Regions from separate parts of the Zea mays genome. Here region 1 is linked to region 2. A link is a contact called in public Hi-C data. All regions are on one chromosome and are shown on one strand. The core of a region is the stretch at or near the end of the contact, and the rest is flanking DNA. Distances in the headings are between cores, read along the strand shown.

The links. Hi-C and Micro-C count contacts between places; a contact is called where the count stands out from the background.
Region 1: a contact with region 2 is called in a Hi-C map of leaf, with 8 times the contacts expected there. The contact joins the promoter of LOC100272886 here to the promoter of LOC103629289 in region 2. A contact is called at or near these places in 4 of 25 Hi-C or Micro-C datasets (endosperm, leaf, leaf mesophyll and 1 more).

What each region holds. Positions count from the first base shown.
Region 1 is chr6:51,612,702-51,619,770 of Zm-B73-REFERENCE-NAM-5.0, reverse strand. LOC100272886 (STIP1 and U box-containing protein 1) reads right to left here and starts at 5,092. Exons shown (of 6, transcript NM_001147339.1): 1 at 4,792-5,092; 2 at 4,633-4,712; 3 at 3,874-4,103; 4 at 3,472-3,593; 5 at 3,284-3,397; 6 at 2,723-3,200. The coding sequence starts at 5,019. The coding sequence ends at 3,111. LOC100282870 (STIP1 homology and U box-containing protein 1) reads right to left here. Exons shown (of 8, transcript NR_178075.1): 5 at 6,362-6,495; 6 at 6,069-6,254; 7 at 5,824-5,971; 8 at 5,253-5,738.
Region 2 is chr6:51,067,537-51,074,713 of Zm-B73-REFERENCE-NAM-5.0, reverse strand. It overlaps LOC103629289 (protein argonaute 1B), which reads right to left and starts at 1,972. Exons shown (of 23, transcript XR_002263241.3): 1 at 1,659-1,972; 2 at 1-255.

The DNA of each region.
Region 1 (7,069 bases), core at 3,843-6,342, 540 kb before region 2:
GATGTCAACTCGCTCGTCAGCCGACGAGGCGCTGCCTCCTGCTTGGCCTTGGTTGCCCTGCCTTCCCCTCCGTCGGCGGGGAAGAAGGCGGGACGAGCTCGAAGGTTGTTCTTCCGCCACGCGGGGAAGACGTCGTCGATTCCGCCGCCGGCGGGCGGGCTGTCGGCCGCCATTGTCGTTGTCGCGCGGCGGTGGAAGGAGTATCATGTCGTAGCCGCCGTCGAGGGACATGAACTCAAGACTCCCGAAACGGAGCACCGTCCCGGGTTGGAGAGGTTGCTAGAGACTGCCCATCTGGAGCTTGACGGGAAGCTGTTCGTCAACACGCAGCAGGCCCCTACCTGGCGCGCCAACTGTCGGCGTTTCGAGACCGGGGGGTCCCTGGGCCGACGAGTGAATGTCGCCGCGTGCCCCAGCCCAGATGGGTCGAGCGCGAGGGCGAGCGCGAAGGGGGGAGAGCGAGGCGGCCGGAGACCGGCGTGAGAGAGGTGGGAATCCCGCGGCCTTCGTGTTCGTCCCGCGCCCAGGTCGGGTGCGCTTGCAGTAGGGGGTTACAAGCGTCCACGCGGGAGAGGGAGCGAGCGGCTCCAAGCGAGCGCCTGTCTCGTCCTCGTCCCCGCGCGGCCAACCCTCTCTAAGAGGGCCCTGGTCCTTCCTTTTATAGGCGTAAGGAGAGGATCCAGGTGTACAATGGGGGGTGTAGCAAAGTGCTACGTGTCTAGCGGAGGAGAGCTAGCGCCCTAAGTACATGCCGTTGTGGCAGCCGGAGAGATTTTCGCACCCAGCTGGTGTGATGTCGTGGCCGTCGGAGGAGCGATGGAGCCTGGCGGAGGGACAGCTGTCGGAGCGGTTGGGTCCTTACTGACGTCCTCTTGCTTCCGTAAGGGGGGCTGAGAGCCGCCGTCGTCACAGAGTACGCGGGGCGCCATCATTGCCTATCTGGCGGAGCTAGCCAGATGGGACGCCGGTCTTGTTCCCTGCGGCCCGAGTCAGCTCGGGTTAGGGTGATGATGGCGCCTCCTGTTGACGTGGCTGGCCTGCGCCCTAGGTTGGGCGATGTGGAGGCTCCTCCGAAGCCGAGGTCGAGTCTGTCTTCTGTGGCCGAGGCCGAGTCCGAGCCCCTGGGTCGGGCGAGGCGGAGGTCGCCGGCTGAGGCCAGGGCGGAGTCCGAGCCCTGGGGTCGGGCGAAGCGGAGTTCGTCGTCTTCCGGGACTTAGCCCGAGTCCGAGCCCTAGGTCGGGCGGAGCGGAGTTCGTCGTCTTCCGGGACTTAGCCCGAGTCCGAGCCCTGGGTCGGGCGGAGCGGAGTTCGCCGTCTTTCGGGACTTAGCCCGAGTCCGAGCCCTGGGTCGGGCGGAGCGGAGTTCGCCGTCTTCCGGGACTTAGCCCGAGTCCGAGCCCTGGGTCGGGCGGAGCGGAGCTTCCTATGGTGCCTTCGGCAGGGCCTGACTGCCTGCCAGCCTCACTCTGTCAAGTGGCACCGCAGTCGGAGTGGCGCAGGCGGCGCTGTCCTTCTGTCAGGCCGGTCAGTGGAGCGGCGAAGTGACGGCGGTCACTTCGGCTCTGCCGAGGGGCGAGCGTCAGGATAAAGGTGTCAGGTCACCTTTGCATTAAATGCTCCTGCGATTTGGTCGGTCGGTGCGGCGATTTAGTCAGGGTTGCTTCTTAGCGAAGGCAGGGCCTCGGGCGAGCCGGAAATATGTTCGCCGTTGGAGGGGGGCCTCGGGCGAGACGGAAATCCTCCGGGGTCGGCTGCCCTTGTCCGAGGCTAGGCTCGGGCGAGGCGTGATCGAGTCGCTCGAATGGACTGATCCCTGACTTAATCGCACCCATCAGGCCTTAGCAGCTTTATGCTGATGGGGGTTACCAGCTGAGAATTAGGAGTCTTGAGGATACCCCTAATTATGGTCCTCGACAATTAGTAAGACATGTGTTGCTAATAAAATATTGACCAAATAAAATGTTACCGCTTATCCATAGCCTACCTTGTTAACTTGCATTAATTTTCCCCCACTTGCTGAGTCCCGACCATAAGTGAGCTCACCCTTGCTAATACTTTGATCAGAGGGTGGTGTTGGAGACTTCGCTGATGACGATGATGAGTTTTAAGTCTAACAATGCGCCAGTCGCCTTCCTATGGAAGAGTGCCCATATTTAAATTTTGCCCTACTTTGATGTTGATAATTGTTAAAGATACAATGATTCAGATGATGTAATAAAGTACTCTACTCAATTTACGCCTTTATTGCATTGTCTTTTGATATATTACATTTGTGACGTCAACATATGTGTGGGAATAAATCCTGACCCACATATGCTATGCATTTAGTTTTGTCCCTAGAACCGAGTGTAACAATCCTTGCCTTCTCTGTTTAGCAAATGCAGATTCTGTTGCAGGATTTTGAGTCTCCATTCCTCTCCCCAATCTACATGATTTTGAGCCTCCATTCCTCTCCCCAATCTACATAACGCAAACACTGTTTGCCACTAGTTCATTGTCAAATCTGAATAGTCCATTTTTGTTTCTCTGTGATGTATTTATTTTGAATAGCTTCTTATCATTATCTTATATTATAATAAAAAAAGAGTAGCGGACGGTTCGTTCAGGCTAGACACATAACATGGGATGACGTGATTGTTCCCGGCCTAGACCGGTTTCGAAGGGCAGAGGCAAGAATCAAGAGGGAAATGAAAAGCAGGGCCGCAGGAGGAAAGCTTGCTATAACAGGACAGCAAAACCGATTTTCCTGCAACAACAGCATCACATTGCATGCCACCACACCTCTAAATGACGACGTAAAATGTGGAGCAAATCTCTTCATTGCTCCACATTGCCGATGTGTCGCTACACAAAACCAACGAGCATTACAAATATTCAACCTGGAGCACAGAATACTATCCAAACAGAAACATCTCGCCATCCACCACTCTACTGGCATTCTGGCAACATTATGGGATCTCATCGTTGGCTAACCCTTTCCATCAGGTCTCTCATTTAGCAATAATAATAATGAGTACAAAAATGCATTTCTGTCACCAATCACACTTACGCCAAGCATCACAGATAGCATCAAGCCATCCACGTCCAAACCAGATGCCACACCGCCAAACCTACAGCACTTGAGCAGCAGTGTTCAACTTCTCGGCGATGCTGATTTGTGTCCTTGTGATGCTTGACAGGTATACCAGCGCAAGGTTATCCTGTGGGGTCAGTGATTATTAATTAGATCATCAGCAAGGTTACCATCCACACTGGCATCAAAAGGGGTGCACAAGTAATTTACCTGAATCTTGTCATTGAAAAGCTTATCGAAAGCAGCCGGGGACAATTTCGGCACCGAAGCAAAAGAATCAGAGATGAACCTTCCAATTCTGTTGTCGGGTGCCACGCGTCCTTCCTACAACGTCATACAGAGACGGTTGACACTCTCATCCAAACAAAATAGGAAATGGTCACAGGAGAGATGCTTACCACAACATCATCGACGTATTTGTAGATCTCATCGATAAGAATGTAAAGCTTCCCCATCGATGACTCCATTCCTTCCAGATCATTGGGGAGCTTCTCTACCATAGTAGATTTCAGGATCTCAACTGTAACAGAAGGTAGTAAGAGTGATGGAAGCTTCAAAATGTTCTGCTACTAAAACTGAGGATGTAGCAGAGCAAAATATGGTTCTTACAAACATCAGTTGTCTACGAGAAATTAATACAGAAACAGAAATAGAAACAGAGACATTATTACTAAATCCAACTACTGATGTGACTATTCCTGAGAAGTTCAACACAGTAACAGAAGGACCAACTAATACAGGTGCAAAATGAGATCTCCCCCAGATAGAAGGTATATATCTGCTATTCACCGGTAACATACATCCAGCCTTTTCCGCCTCAATCATCTTCAGATCCAGAGGGATTTCCTGAAATTGTGCAGCGAGTTGACTATCTCTGAGGGACAGATTGGATGAGATGTAGGCTTTGATGGAAGCCTCCCCCCTAGTGAAGCCAGTGTCGACTGTAAGATGGATGGGGTTTTGTACTTCCCTTGAATAGAACTCGTGGATGAGCGTACTCCCCCCAGAAACACCAAATCCAGTCGAGAACCTACAAACAGACAGTAGATATGTATCAAACAGGTTCAAAAAGTTCATTAAGGATACTTGGTAAATTAATTCACAGACTTTTCGAAGTGACTTTTCTAGTGCTTGGGAATGTTCTTTCGATGATATCAAACCAACAGACACGAAATATAGCTCTGAGCCCATCAATTATTGTGAAGCACAAAGAAGGAACTAACTGTAACTGCAATCAGGCATGTAATGTTAAACTCTGAGCCCATCAATTATTGTGAAGCACAAAGAAGGAACTATTCTGATTCTGTCCACAATGCAATAAAAAAAGACAATAACTGTAGCTGCAATCAGGCATGTAATGTCAAACTCGTATTCTAGCAACAAGACGTGTGGTGCATTTGATGCAAAAAAAATGACTGCATCCACTAAAACTAATACAGCCCCAAAACAAAGTTACTCTGCATTGGGGATTCAGCTATTGCATATAATCGGAGTCTGCCTAAAATGCCTAGTTTCGCGCTATGGATGTAGAATTGTGAGCCCAGGGGATGGTTGCTCACCATCCGACGATGACCTCCTTGGGGTTCACCTTCTGGTGCGAGGCGTACATGTTATGGTGGTAGTCGATGTCGATGGCGACCTGCATCAGCGCCAATCATCAGCAAGTAACCCAATGCGAACGAACGAGTGAGTTCGTTGGAGATGTGATCTGAGCCGACCTGGTCGGCTGACTCGCTGTGGGGGACGACATAGGAGTTGCGGACGTGGACGGTGCCGTCGGAGAGGAGGGAACCGAGGAGGGTGCCGATGACGCGGTCCGCCTGGTCCGGGCGCCGCACGTAGCTGTCGCAGACGTTGAAAAGCACCACTGCCTCCACCCGCGCCGACGAAGGCGCAGAGGATGCCGAGGAGGGAGAAGGGAAGAGGAGCGCTGGGGATGTCGCCATGGCCGAGGTGGCGGAGGAGGATGCTACGACGGCGGAGGCGGAGGCGCGACGAAGAGAGAAGGGGCAGGGGTAGCGGGCTAGGGTTTGTTTTCTTTCTCGTCTCCTCTCTTTTGTCTTGTCAGCGCCAAGTAAAAGGCTGGGCCTTGGATAGAGGCCGGCCCACCTAAGGCCTAGTTTGGATACTTTAGGATTGGAGTGTTTTGAAGGGATTGGAGAGGGTGTAAATCCCCAATACATCAAATACTCTCTCAATACATCTTAATCCACTTCAATCCCACTCATTACTAGAGTATCCAAACTAGGCCTAACTTGTTTGAGGCCCACTGGGTCTACGACCAACCATATATAATGCTGCAACCATATACATGCAGTGAGCTGAACCAACCAATGTTTCATGTACACTTGCTTCATTACATCCATCCAATGAGTGTTTGCAGAATTGCAGTTACAGGTCAAGTTACCCAATCAATACTAAGAACGATGAATCGAGCTATCCAATCAATCTCATTCCAACACAACATAAAATCTAACTCTAATAACAGGCCATCCCCGATTTATCAGCATCTGCAGTCAGCAAAGCACACGGCATCCAATTAGTTCAACTTGTGGGCCCAGCTGTGCTCTTTCAGGTAGGCCTGCACTGCTTCCTTGATGGCCAGATTCGGAACCAGCTGATGCTCCTTCAGAGGTTCTCGCGTCACCGGGTCGAAATTGCCAACCTGTTACGGAAACACAGCGGTTAGGTTAGGCTTATGGTAACCACATCTGCTAGAGCAAAATTCTGCTGTCATTTTGTGTACATACAAAAAGTAAACAGCTTCACGTCAGCGGAAGGGCACACCTTGTGGAGATGTTCAACAAGTACAGCCCTCTCATATGTTACACCACTCGGTGTGATCACTGGGTCTCGGAAGATCTCGAATGTTATCTGACAGCAAAGGTAATCGGGCACCTAGGTTTTACAGCATGGCAGCAGCAGTTTTAGATCAGACATAGAAACCAAAGAGTTACCAAAAAAAACAAAGTTTGGTCAGAGTATTTGCTCATACATCTGTTGGTGTATCGGCGACTGTCGCTTGGCTGAAGACCTCTGATAGTAGTTTAATTTGCTCTGAATACTCGTTGTCTGACCTGTTGGAGTCTTCCTCAAGTGTACCAGTTAGAAAGTGATGCTCCTGCAGAGCAGTTTCACAAGCTTCCCTGCATGTCCACGGGGATACGCTTCTGTTAAGAGACTTCAATAGCCAGAAACTTCAACCAATCAGCCATATCAATATAAGCACAGTATGATCTAGAGCAAAATGATAGTGCTGTGTTGTTTTAGGTTTAATATCTAACATACTTCAAACTTTCCATCCTCCATAGTCGTTCAGTGGAATGCTTCTCCCAATCTAAGTATTTTGCCTTTGCAAGGACCTGCCAAATGTCCTCAGCCATTTCATACGTTGAATCCACAGACTTTAAGAGAGTTAGAGCCTGTTTCCCATGATAAGGCAAGAGCTTAGAAATAATGTGACAGGACAGGACCATCAGTATCCGTAGTCAAAACAATATACTAAACAAGGATGTCAATATACAAGTGTATTTGCAATGACCCATCTAGCCACCTTAGCAAAGGAATCAGGTAACCTCATAGCCTTAGGCCCCGTTTGGTTCCATTAGTCCTAGAACTAAAATTTAGTTCATGACTAAACTTTAGTCCCTACATTGTTTGGTTGTAGGGACTAAACAGATTTTAAATATATTAAATGCAACACATAAAGACCAAAATACCGCTTTTCTTGTTTCGCGTCAGTTTTCTAGGCAAGGGCAATTGGAGTAAATGTTGCCCTTTAGTCCCTTTACCACCCATGTGAGGGATTAGAGACTAAAAGTCAATTAGTCCATACTTTAGTCCCTCCGTTTGGCAAAATATAGACTAAACGAGACTAAAAACCAGAGACTAAAGATTAGTCTCTCTAACCAAACGGGGCCTTAGCATGTTACTAGTTATTAATATATAGGCCGTTAAAGCTTATGACTCAGGGATTACAATCTCGTTACATTTTTT
Region 2 (7,177 bases), core at 723-3,222:
ACCAGGAAGTAAAGGTGGAACGCCACGTCCCTGATAGCCACGTGGTTGATACTCAGGCGGCCCACCACCTGGGTGCTCTGAAGGCGGCACTCCATGGCCCGGATATCCACCACGCACCTGGTGTTGTCCTCCACCTCGGGCACCCTGTTGTGTTGCCTGAGGACGCTGTGAGGAGCCCTGACCAGGCGCTCCAGAAGTCTCCCCAGAACTCTCTCCAGGGCCAGTCCTTTTCTTCCTCACCATGGCAGCCGGATGCTGGTATATAAAGCAGAGCTTACAAAAAAAGACCGAGACTAAAAAAAAGTACATTGTATAGAAAAAATAGCATTGAAATGAGGTAAAAGAACAGAACAGATCAGATGTCAAATAAAGGACAGGTTCCATTTAGCGCTTAAAGATATATAGAAGGCCTAGCATGGACTAGGCATTTGCAAACTATTGGGCCTTGGCCTATCTCTTATGCATACAACGCCGACCGACCGCAACAGAATAAATCGATATAACTAAATTCACATAAGAAATGAACTACGCCAATGGATGAAGGATATGATGCGTGGAAATACATTATCAGTGGCAAATGATCAGAAATGATGCACGTGGTGCGTGGGGACATGCACAAGTCAAAATAAACCAGTCCCGTCTCAGAAGGCATTATATTATTCTAGAGCAAGTAATGTGGCGATGAGAGTCCTGTTGTGGGTTGTGGCTACTGGTCTGATGTTACACTTCCCTGCCATACCATTTAGGGGGTATTTAGGGGTGTTTGAATGCAATGGAGCTAATAGTCAGTTGCTAAAAAATTGCTATTGGAATTTTTGGGATGTTTGAATGCACTAGAGCTAATAGTAGTGGCTAAAATTAGCTGGAGACATCCAAACACCCTAGATAATAGTTCAACTATTAGCTATTTTTAGTAAATTAGTTAATAGTTAGCTAGCTATTTGTTAGCTAGCTAATTCCACTAGCAATTTTTTAGCCAACTAACTATTAGCTCTAATAAATTTAGGGGGTGTTTGAATGCACTAGAGCTAATAGTTAGTGGCTAAAATTAGCTGGAGACATTCAAACATCCTAGCTAATACTTCAACTATTAGCTATTTTTAGTAAATTAGTTAATAGTCAGCTAACTATTTGTTAGCTAGCTAATTTCAATAGCAATTTTTTAGCCAACTAACTATTAACACCCCCTTAGCTAGCTAACTAGTATTAGCTAATTTGCTAAAAGTAGCTAATAACTAAACTATTAGCTAGACTGTTTGGAGCTAATTTTGGCAGGCTCTAGTACATTCAAACACCCCTTCACAGCAGATTTGGATAAGGGCTAAAAAAACTAACCAGTGGATGGAACGCGAGTAGATCAACGATACACAGGAGAAGGCAACAGCGCAACTAGGGAAACGCCTGAACGGATCGGATGGACTCGAGCAGGGACGGGATAGATCCCATCCAATCGACGGGCAAATTACCCTACATGCTCTCTATGGAGGTCATGCAGCAACGGTGGCGCGGCGCGGCGACCGAGAGATACAGAGGGGGGGGGGGGGGGGGGGGGGGGGGGGGGGTGACCAAGAAAAAAAAAACCGTAAGAGAGCGACGGACAGACAGATCTATCTACACGTACGGACGGAACAGCGGAGAAGGGAGGGCGATGCTGATACCGGACGGAGAAAGGGAGCGGGCGGCGCTGGTGGGGATGGAACCCTAGCTTAGCACTGGAGGGGCTCCAAGCTCCAACTCTCTTGCTCCACTCAGCGCGCTCGTGCTCCACTCACTGTGTTTGTTGGTTGGCTTTCCTTGGATTTCGAGGTGAAGTGAAGGAAAGGGAGAAGCAAGAGGGCAGTCCCCAAGTGAAAAGGATGACGCCACGCCACTGGGTGGGGCCCGCCCGTGGTGTCTCCGTGTCTGTCTGAGTGTGAGAGTGTCTGATACCTGAGAGCGGAGCCCCCGTGTGTGTGACTGTGTGCGCGCGCGCGCTACAGAGCGAGAGCCGGCCGACAGATCACGACGAGCTGGCCCTTTGTGGGCCTCATTTGTCCGAGCCAGGCCGGGCCCTGATGTCTACGGCCCACAAGCAGTCCCTCCTCTCTAACCTCACGTGGGGTGCAGGGTTTAAGCTAGGATTTATAGAAAAACGTGATGAAACGTATGCAAATCAATTGTTGTAGCTGCGCCTCCGTTGCGTTGATCAACGTACGCCATTCCTATATGCATGTTCTACTAGCCTATGGACGTACTCGGATACATGCATAGAGCAGGTTAATTTTTAGCTTTGGTTCATCTAAATATAGAGTTAATAATTGGTGGTGCATTGTTTTTTATCTAAAATATCAACTAACTAGGCACATATACATTTCATTAAGATACATTGAGATTGTGAATGCGATGTGAATATCGACCGTCCCTAAGCGAACATAGTTGGATGGTTTGCCATCGGTTGCAGTCGATCTCAATTGGATAGCTTGTCGCTACGGCTATATATCACATAGTTAAATCTTATTTAAATAGGATAATTATTCAAACACGTCCAAATCTTTACAATAAAGTATCATAGAGATAATTCAATACATTTATGTTGCAATCATTTGAATACTAAGGCAAATGTAAAGGAATAAGAACTCACAACTATTCACATGTCAAATTCATAAAGAAATTTTAAATTATCACCACTTCAAATGTAAAAAACTATAAACAAGTTTTCGCACATTTTGTGGTCACAGCACAAGATATAGGAAATATTCTCCACAAGGTTGAAGGATTTCCAGCATATTGGATAATCAAGGCCTTCCTCTAAGATTGTACATGAAGAAACTTCATCATCGGAGCCATCTGCATTGGATATACTCCATTTTGAGGGTTGTGCCTTTTTATTTAAGCTTCTAGCTTTGCCATTCCATGCAAAACTCCACATGATGTCATCACCAAACAAACATGAGAAAACAATATTTAGTATTTGATTGAATGCAATCAATACTTGGGGTAAAGAATAAAGATATATAAGATAAATGTCAAATCTGGTAAGTCTGTATGTTTATCAGTTGCACTGGGTAGGTATTATTGTCTGATTGAACCGAGAGACCCTGATCGAGGAATGAAGTATATCCAATGTCTTTAAGTAGATAACTATAATACTATAAGTAGATAGGCCTAGTGACTTTAATGTGGTGCACTCTAATTGTCTCTAGCTTTAAATGGCTTATGAGAGGCCCAAAGAAAGCATGAATCGATACCCAATTCTAAACTTTCAATTTTGGACAAGTATGAGCGGGGTTTTGAGGCATCATACCATGTGTATTAGGGGCGTTGGATTATAGTGGATTGGTCTAACGCCTCCATGTAGATAGCATGAGAGATATTGATTGATAGACCCTATGGATAAGTAGGACGTCAGACAAATGTATTGAGTCTAATGATCTAGGTAAACTAACTAGCGAGTTATAATGGGTGTCGGACTATACAACAATACTATTTTTGTTAGGTTTCTTCTACAGGGTCATTGAACCCCGAAGACCAAAGTGGATGGGTCCGATAGCCTATTGTTAAAGACTGGAAACATTATGGTAGACGTTAGACTAGTCCTGTGGTGGGCATCAAATCATACATTCACGATGGTGATTCAAATAGCTAGTTTTGACACTGTCACAACCCAACCAAGTTATCGGGTCCACGTACACCAATCCTTGCCCTCAAGGCCTTGGATGGATATGCAAGTGAATCAGATAACTTACTCGGGGTGCCGAGTTTCGATGAACTTGTTCATTCCCAAGGACCATTCACCATAGTTGCAAGTATTACAATAATCCCACAAGAACATAAACTTTAAATACAAGAGTTGAGCGGAAGATTTTACAATAAGATAATATACATTAACAAACTTTTGAAATATACAAACCAAGTAGTAGGTATTATTAGTACATGCCTGAGGTAGAGTCAAGTGCTAACTTATTACATCAACTGGGAAGAAACCATCTTCCCGTAGTCCACACATAATGCACATAAACAAAAGTAGAAGTCTCCAGTGTGAGTTCTAGCAGAACTCAAAGGCGTTAATAGTTTCTCCTACAGCAACAATAGGAATAAAACCCTGAGTACGCAATTACTCAGCGAGACTTACTCGACTAAAGAAAATACTCTCAAGGGTATGCTGGTTTGTTGGGAGTCAACGTAAAGCTTACCAAATTTCAAAGACTCAGTTTTGCAGAAAAGATTACTAATAGTGGATTCTTATGCCAAAATTTTACTTCACAAGTTAAGTTTCTTCCTGAATCTAGATTTATCTAATCTAGATCATTAACTTTTCTTACACTAACTTCATTTTAGCATCTTTAGTTTCACTTGTTATCTACGATGAGGGTCAAAGATTCAGTCTTCATATCCGAGAAGTTCGGCGATCCGAATCGATTAATACCCAGCTAGGGATCTCCAACCACACGACATATGTAGCACATAACCCTTGCATATGTCAACTTGCCCACGGGTTTCTCAAGACCAAAATGGGTCCACACCAACCGAGAGCTCAGTACCCCACCATCCAGCCTCTTGCCAGGTGGATACACGATACTCTCGCCATCTCTCCACACCCATTGCAGGCCAGCCTTTCTGGTATTGGTCCAACCGAGGCTAAGCTTACCCATGATGAGGCATGTGGCCAGTTAAAGGGTCCTAAATCAGCAGGCCAACAATCATACGGTCCTTAAGAGACACAGACGGGCGACCTTTCCTGCTCAACGTCTGGTCTTAACTTAAATTATTTCTGAAAACTTGGTACATGTCAGAGGTACCCTACTAAAATGATGAAGTCATCAAGGCCTTTGATACCTTCATCATCCCAGTCTCTTTTTCTTTGTAAAAGCATGATTCATACATCAAAATATTTTGTTCCTCATCTATAAGCATGCTAAGCATATCTAGCTTTTTAAATCAGGTATCAAGGACGATAATCAATAACTCAAGGAAGTCATGTAGCAAAGGTTTAACCATTCAACTCCTACCACCTAATGCAGCATATAAGTGATAAAAATTTTAAAACAGCAAGGAGGTGGCAAATGCACCGGGGCTTGCCTTGATGAGGAGGAGAGTCAGGCTCTTCTACCAAAATATTGCAATTGGCAGCAAATCCTACTGGAGGACCTTCTGGAGGACCTTCAGATATCACCTCAGTTGGAGAAGTTTCAGATGGAGGAACAGGTTCCCCTTCCACTTCTACTTCAAATTCTTCTTCAAGGTGCTCTACAAGTCATTTCGAAGTATATGAATGCTTATGTAATGAGATGCCATGCAAACTCTCATTTAGAGAGAGGTGGAAAACTTACATATTCATATCTAAGGACATGACCATTATATTTACGTTTCTGGGTAGGATAGTTTTTATCTAAAGGGATCATATTACACTTATTTTAATAGACCAAAAGTCCATCCATGCTTTAGTTGGCCAATTTGTTGTTTAACACTAGGTAGGATTTAAGTTTGATCTAACCTTAAACCAATACTAAAGTTTAGGGTTTTAATTACTTATAATTAGCTAGGTTTTAGTCCTTTAGGCAAATCAACTCCAAACAGGTTCAAATTTTAACCAGAAGCTATTCTAAGGGTATATAATCTTGTCACGAATTCTTATGATTTTTTGACCTAGGCTTTTATTTCTAAAATTCTAAAAAGCTTAGTTGGAGCATCATAAAAGACTAAATAATTCCATGCTCGAGATAAAAATCTTGAAACTATTTTTATTAATTACTTTGTGTTTTTAGGAGCTCAGCAAAATTAGTCTCATGATTTTATCAAATTTCTACTATTTTTTATAAATTGCTAAAGCTCACAGCAAAAAGAAAAATAAAAACAATGAATAGGGTTGGGCCGATTCTTGCCCAAGTCAGCCCACGACAGGAAAAACGTACGCACGCTCGTGGTCGCGTTGCCAATTTTTTGCGAGGGTCCCTAGGTGGTTGAATAATCAATAAAGAACCCTAGATAGCATTCCCATGTCTCACTGACAGTTACACATAGGCCCTTGACTTCCGTTCTATTCACAAACTCTAGTCCCCGTTTGAATCCCGACGAGCGTCGGCCATCCGCCGCTTAGACCCGGCGACAGCGACCATCTCTGATGAAAACAAGCTTACAGTGTGATCCTCGAGACTTTCTTCCTATTTCCCCTAAGTTAATTGACCCTAAACCATCTAGGGTTTCACTAGCCATGCTTACGGCGGATCGACAAGCTCCGGTGAGGTGTACCGGGGTTTCAAGTGCGATAGGGTACAATTCTAGGTTACTACAAGTATCAGTAATGCATCAGGCATACAATGCTCACCTAAGTTTGTCCGGAGGAGCTACGGGTTGGTCGGTCGACGTGGAAAGTGTCTTCGGCGACGTTCACCAACTGACACGGCGGTGTTCCAGTTGATCCTATGCGGTAAAGTTCAAGCGAGCAAGCGCATGAGCTTCACCATGATCTATAGACTGTGAAACACAAGTTAAACCATTACGACTGACCTTAGGAAGGGTTGGCCACGTGGTTGCACTGCACATCGGCGCTGGTGACCACCGATGGGGGAAAACCAGCGTTCTCGGCTATCAAAGGTGGAATAGCGGGAACCAAGGGTGGCTTGGGTACATAACGGAGAGGCGGGGCTGAGCGCAGGCTCAATTTAAAGGAAGTCACCCCGATAGTGGGCAATTTGATTGCTGACTCACGACGGCGGCGACAACCCGAGAAGCTCCATGTTAGCCTCAACGGTGTCCATAAGCCGGTAATGTGGCAGGTTTACCGTGAACCTTCTACGACGGTGCATTACGCGAGCCTCCAACCAGCTGCGTGGACGGCCGGAGCGTTCAGTGGCTTGCTACGACGGCGGTGGATGATTCACGGTGAGGACACTGGTGCCTGTGTCTAGAATGGTAATCCGAGCATCGAATCCGAGCCGGAGATCTTTTTACCACGTATTGATCCACATCTCGGCGGCACTAATCGTGGCGTGAGCTCGAATCACGGCGGCGGAACATCGGCGGCGAGCACACGACACTTGATCTTCTTCAGTGTACTGTACCATGGGAATGTCTATTTCGCGCGCGTGACAGAGCGATTTGGGGATCATTTCTCGTCGGTTTTCGTTCAACAACCGATCAAACTGATCATAGCAAGATTGTTGCCCATCATACCAACTTTAATTTTGTTATAGAGTTC